2 separate regions of the Gossypium hirsutum genome follow, and region 1 is linked to region 2. A link is a contact called in public Hi-C data. All regions are on one chromosome and are shown on one strand. Each heading gives the region's core, a stretch centred on a gene start, on an enhancer-like site or on the middle of the called end of the contact. The rest is flanking DNA. Distances are from core to core; before and after follow the strand shown.

The links. Hi-C and Micro-C count contacts between places; a contact is called where the count stands out from the background.
Region 1: a contact with region 2 is called in a Hi-C map of leaf, with 2.2 times the contacts expected there. The contact joins the promoter of LOC107934419 here to the promoter of LOC107903621 in region 2. A contact is called at or near these places in 2 of 34 Hi-C or Micro-C datasets (callus and leaf).

The regions. Positions count from the first base shown.
Region 1 is chrA12:36,858,792-36,862,371 of Gossypium_hirsutum_v2.1, reverse strand. LOC107934419 (peroxidase 17) reads right to left here and starts at 2,037. Exons shown (of 3, transcript XM_016866850.2): 1 at 1,669-2,037; 2 at 1,399-1,590; 3 at 654-1,311. The coding sequence starts at 1,872. The coding sequence ends at 718.
Region 2 is chrA12:36,136,445-36,139,725 of Gossypium_hirsutum_v2.1, reverse strand. LOC107903621 (calmodulin-binding transcription activator 3) reads left to right here and starts at 1,821. Exons shown (of 13, transcript XM_016829714.2): 1 at 1,821-2,350; 2 at 2,850-2,969. The coding sequence starts at 2,311.

The sequences.
Region 1 (3,580 bases), core at 788-3,287, 720 kb before region 2:
ATCAGATGGTGTTTGATTTTTGCAAAACAAAATATCACCATTTGATTGGGAGATGTTTTAGCGTTGGATTACATTTTATATTTAAAAAGTAAATAAAATAATTTTTGTACTTAAATTAAAGAGTAAATTAATTTTTATTAAAAATTATTAATTTTTATTATTGAAGATTGATTTATGCATATTTGTATAAAATACATATGATACTGTATGTATTATTGTTTATTTAAAAGTATAGGAAAGTGTTTAAGGGGTCGAATTGTATTTTGTATTTGAAAAATAAGTAAATTAATTTTCGTAGTTAAATTAAAGAGTAAATTAATTATGTAAAATTTTATCAATTTTTATTATTAAAAATTGATTTATATATACTAGCAAACATGATACTGGATATGTTATTGTTTAGTTATTTTGTTAATTATATTAATTTTTAATATTACAAATAAATAAAAATTCTAATAAAAAGAAAATTAATTTATTTTGTGATGTATTGAATAAAGATTAATGAAAATGGAATTTGACAACTCCGTTTCATTTGTCTTTAATTCCGTAGCAACTCAGTTTTGATCAGTATATAGATTCTCTTTGCTTTTGTGCCCTTACTCTTTTTCATATATATATATATATATATATTCTTATTTCTAAAGACTTGTATATGATGGTACTAATTGCCTTGATATACAGCAAGAAGAAGAACAAAAACAAAATATCTATCTTCCTTCAATATGACATTAATACATCTACAGGTCTACCATTGACCACCCTGCAATTGGTTCTTATCTCACCAGGCTGCTCAAACTGCAACTCCCCCATCTTCAACATCCCCTCTACGAATGCCTTAAAAAATTCATCTTGGTCTTTGCTAAAAACCCTTACATATGGCCTAGTCCGACGAGACGTGAAAAGGGTTTGATCCGAATTCAGAAACCCTCTTCCACCCACCAAGTCCTTGTAGAACTGGTTATCAAACACTCTAGGGGTTGCATCCAGGGGTCCCGTCACGTTTTCATCTACACCAAGTGGGCAAAGCTGGTTTAGCTTTTCTCTGAACTCTGGTTCGATGGTAGGGTCAGGTTTGCCGGACCCAGATTGGTTGTAGAGCCTGAACATGATGGAGAAACACCTAGCTTTGCCTACGGAGTGTGACCCAGAAAGGGCTACAAGGTCCTTCACTGATAGATTGAATTGGGCGAAAAGATTGATCAAAGAAGTTGCATCCGCTCTTGGGCTTGGCATTATATTGTCGGAGTCTTGTTGACTGGCTGTTAAGCTATCTTTTCTTCCCAATCTCACTTCCCAATTGGGTCCTCCACTCTGATAAATTACAAACCAAAAAAGCTGAACTTAAATTCTATCAAAAATGTGATGAAGAAATAAAGAAGGGTTATTACTTATTAGTACCAGAGCAACAGCATCTCTGGCGGCTAAGACTAAGATATCTGCACAAGACACAGTTGACGGGCAAGCATCTTCCAAGGCTTCCTTGATTTCATCCACAACTTCAAAAGATCGTAGCGAATTTATATTTGAAAGAGCTTGCTTTTCCCCAACCATGTCTGCTGTATCATCTAAGAGTAACGAACCATCACAGCCCTGAATCAAAACAAAAGCAGGCTTAAGCAAAAAGTCATGAACAAAGTAATCATGGAATTGAACAGACTTGTATAATACATTAACAAAGCAATCATGGAATTGAAGGCGCATAACAGAGGCAAGGCTTCTTGGTTCCCTAATCATGGCTTTCTTCATCACATCTCTGACGATGAATTCCGCCGGCGGACATGTTTCAAAGTAAAACCCTGGCCGGAGAGGCTCTGCAGCAACGGCCATGTTCACTGCTGCTACCAGAAACAACACCCAAGGAAACCGATACATCGTTTGGGGGAACACAACAATAGTGGATTTTTTATTTTATTTTATTTTATTTTTTTTGGGGGGGGGGGGGAAGGGGGGAGTGGGGGTGGGGTTTGAAATACACCAATTCAGGCTTTTTTTTCTTGAATGGTCATCTGGGTATTAACTTTTGAACTTGTTAGATGATTCTTAACAGCCTCACTGGGGTAGGAAAAAATAAATATACAAGTATAAAACTCAAAATTATATATTAATTTTTAATTAATTAATTTCTGTAATTTTATAAATAAATTTTGATTTGATTTTCACTTTATATATATAAATGATTATATTTATTTAATATAAAAATAATTTTGATATATTTATTTTTTTAAATATGTATAATTGAATAAAGTTAAAAAAATTTTACACATTTATTTGAATCACAATCAAAATTTTATGTATAATTGTACAAAATTAAATTTTATATATCAAATTGTAAATTTATCCATATATAAACAAATGAAACTTTTGTTGCATTTTTAATTAGAATAATTATCCTATACACTCAAGGTTAGTGGAGTAAAAAAATTCCATAAAATGACATCAATCCAGATATACTTGTGGAGTTTTTTCCACTCCACTACTAGTAGACAGAATAATTACACTTTTAATTATTATTGTTGTCGTAACCATTTTTTAAAAAAAAAAGGGAATTGACTTAGATTTTTAGAAATGAAAACGAATAGAGGAGTCGCCACCAATCTTTTTTGATGAGGTGTGATCGGATCACCTTAAATTAATCATTTTAATAAAAGTTAAGATTTACTAAAACGATAATTTTTTGTCTACGAAAATCAGAAAATGAGTTTGGGAGTCGGTTACGCACGAGGAAGGATTAGCACCCTCAATACGCCCAAAATTGGTACCTAGTTGATTAATTAGTGTCTTAGTGTCGAAAATTTGAAAACTTGAAAGAATTTAAAATACGATCCCTCTTTGTAAAGAAAATGCTCAAATGTTAAAGACCTTCTCGTCTCACAATATAAAATGTCACATCCAGTAAGTTAGGACACGACATCTTGAATTTTCGAGAGCGAGCTTGCCTTTTATATAAAAATTCGTGTATTTCAAAAGGTTATTCAGTTAGTTAAGGTGAATGAGGAAAATCGAAACCCAATAAGTTAGGGCACGTTTCCTCGAATTTCCGAACACCGAATATTGCCTTTACTTGCAAAAATCTTATTTCGAGGTAACAAAATGCCATACCCGGTAAGTTAGGGCACAACACCTCGTATCTCTGAGAATAAGCATTTTTCAAAACTCATGTCGCGATTTAAAAGAGTATTCCGTTATTTAGGTTAAAGGAGAAAAATCGAAACCCAATAAGTTAGGGCACGATTGTCTCGAATTACCAAATACGGAATATTACTTTTATGAAAGAATTATTATTGGGTTGGATATAATGATAACAATAATATTAAAGTAAAGTAAATAATAATACTATATATAAAAATATATATGTATATAATAGAAATACACACTATATAATAATAATAAATATAGAAATACAAAAAGCAAATATAATAAAAATATTAAATTAAAGTAATAAAAAACAATACTATATATAAATATATATATACATAAAAATATACACTAATATATAATAATAATAGTAATAGCAAAAATAATGAAAATATGAGTAATATTAATAATATATTAGAATACAAAAGTAAAGTAATAACAATAT
Region 2 (3,281 bases), core at 572-3,071:
TGATTTGCTAGCCAAAGGTGTTAAATAGCTAGAGAGCCATAATTTGAGGTCTTTAAAGTGAAATTAGACCCTTAAAAGAAGCTTGGCCGACCGTAGGGACAAGATAAATCAATTGGTCAAATGGTTAGGTGAGTTGATGACTTAATATTGTCTAGAAATAAAATAAAGAGAAAAATGTTGTCATCTTTTTACTCTTCTTTCTTCCACCGATTTTTCCTCCAAGAAATAGCCATGGGAGCTTGAAACTTTCAGCCATTTATTCCTCTCTCAAGTAAGTGATTTAGATGGTTATTTTTTATGATTTTGGTACTTTTGGAACCCTTATAGCATGAGCTAACTAATGAAGAGACTATTTTGCAAAATGGTTGAGAGTCTAGGGTTTTCCTATGAAAGCATATATGTTGTTAACTGAAATTTTATGGAATAATATAAGTTATGGTTGTGAAATAAACAACTTTTGTGAAAGAACTTCTCATGAAAACCCTAATAGGATCATTTTGTAAAGATTGTAAAATAGATAGTAATGTGGTGAAATAATGGAAATTTTGGGATGTTATAAGAGTAAAAAGGGTTTGTCTAGGATTAAGGCATGAAGAAATTCGATAAAATTTGATTTTCGAGCCTAGGGATAAAATGTTCATTTTGTGAAAGTTTAGGGGCAAAATGGTCATTTTGCAAAAAAATATGAATTTTTGATTGTATAAATTTATCTAGTAATTAAATGGATGAATTTTTATTATTTTAGATCAAGAAACACAAAATTCGAACCTAGACCAGGGGAAGGCTATCCAAGTAGATTAAAACCGACTAGTCGCCTACATTTTGTAATCTGAGGTAAGTTGTATGTTAATAATGCAACTATATTGTTATGATTTGTGATTGAATTGATATTGCATAAATTGTTATGATTGTGAATATGAGTATGCACATTGAGAAATTAACGTAGTAAAGACTACCGGTTGAACTTTAGGAATAGATTTGGATATTCATGCCATGACATTGGGTGATATGTGTGCTAGTGTAAGACATGTCTGGCACATGCATTGGCTTTGAGACGAGAGCTAGTGTAAGACATGTTTGGGACATCCATTAGCCTCGAGATATACAAGCTAGTGTAAGACCTGTCTGGGACTTGGCGTCAGCTTATTGTGTGTCAGTGTAAGACCTGTTGTGTGTCGCAGTTGCCTTTGTTAATTTTAGGAAAATGTTCATCTAATTAAACCATCATTTATTAAGTTAAGTTAGCAGAACTGGAGTGGCTTTTAGAAAAAAACTCATTGCATGACACCGCCTTTGAAGAAAATTTTTTTGTTTATCTGGCTTATAGCTGAAAAACAAATAAAGTCCCCAATTATCAATTTAGCCGAGTGACATGCTCAATCCAATTTCAGCATATAATTAATATTCAATCCCAAGTATGAAAACCCCAAAACGAAAAGTTACCAAGCCAATTTTTATCTTCAGATTGATATTCGAGTCAGCTTCTTGTCCAATAGATCTGTTCGATTTTTAAAAACACTAATTTTGATTGATGAATGAACTTTTTTAATCTGGCTAGGTTCAACAAGCAGAGAGTAAAATTTGAAAATATAATTAATGGCTAGTGTTTTAATTTTGAGCGAGTGAATTTTGAATAGTATTTTATTTTCGGTATAAATATTGTTAGTATTTGACAAATATTATAAAAGGGAGAAGAAAGAAAATGGAAAAGAAAACAAAAAAAAATAAAGAGAAAAATAATATATAAGAAAAAAAATTAAAAATTATATTTTAAACGTCCAATGATGATATTTAAAGGGTAAATTATAAATTAGTGTAAAATGGATAAAAGATAGTTTATGTACCCTTGTCACCAAAAGAAAAGTTTAGTCAAGTTGGGGTAAATGATAAAAGATAATGGTAGAGGCAGATTGTTTCAATAAGTGAGAAGGGTGGTCAAAAAGTGGAGCGAAGAAAGTCTACGACGTTGAATCCTGGGTGATAGTGATAATCCCTCTTCCATCCATTTCCTCGGCGATTTCCTCCCTCTTTCTCTTGTAAATATGTATATATAAATTTTCTGTATTTTAAAATTCTTCTTTACAAACGAGATTAAAACTTACATAGCAAGGGCGCGTTACCTTCGATCACCCACTTTCTCTTTTCTCGATAAACCGCGTTCTTTTTTTTGTTTTGTTTTGGGCTTTTAACAGATCCTTAAATGAGTATAACTTCTGTCCTTGGAAAGGAGCTTTTTCTCAAGGGTTTTATATTTTGAGCTAAGAGAGAGAGTGAGTTGAACAGAGAAAAAGAAGAAAGAAAGCCAAGATTATGGCAGAGTCTAGGCGCGATGTCCTTACTAATCAACTTGGTACCTATATAATTGGCTCTTCTATATTCTATTTCATTTCTCCCCCCCCCCCGGGGGTCCCCCTAGTTTTTTACATTATCTTTTATTTGTGTTTCTAGTGAATGTTGAAATTTGCATGTTTTAACACCCTTTTTTTTATTGGTTTGGTTTACTAAAATGTAGTGCTCTTGCTTATACTTTAGTTTCTGTGGTGGGTTTTAAATTAATTTGTTCGAGACTATGGCTTCTCATTCGGGTTCTTTTATGCGGAAGAAGAGAAATGGTTAAGCAGAGGGGGTATTAATTTTGTTGAAAAGAGAGAGACTTAGGGTCAGAATTAAAAGGCAAATGAAGCTGTTTTGACTTTCTTCTTCTTTGGTACACAGAGCTTTGTATTAATCAAGAATCTTTTTTATTACGAAGTTAATGTGAGGGTTTGAGTAATTTGATGGTTTTTTACTTTTTGATATGAAGTTATATGCATAGATTTGAGCGAACTCTCTCATCTTGTTTGGTGCAGATATTGATCAAATACTCCTGGAAGCGCAGCATAGGTGGCTAAGACCAGCTGAAATATGTGAAATTCTTAGAAATTATAAGAAATTCCACATTTCTTCCGAACCAGCACATATGCCACCAAGTATGATCTTTGAATTGCATTGTAATGGTTCATGCTGTTAGATGATGATAGGTTGATAATTATCTTGACATCATGAAAATATTGCTCTTTTGATTCTGAAGTTCTATTTCTCCTGCCATTTAGGATAATATTATCATTTGCTTCTTTGAATATCTGCTCAATATCTTTCCCTTGTGGGATTGCAGCTTTCTTTTCTCAAATATTCCACGTCAATGTGCTGTCTTTCAATTCTTTTAATCCTTTTCCTAGGTAATGGAATTGTATTTGGATTCTGCTTCAGATAGAAAACCATTTATGATGTAAATACTATAG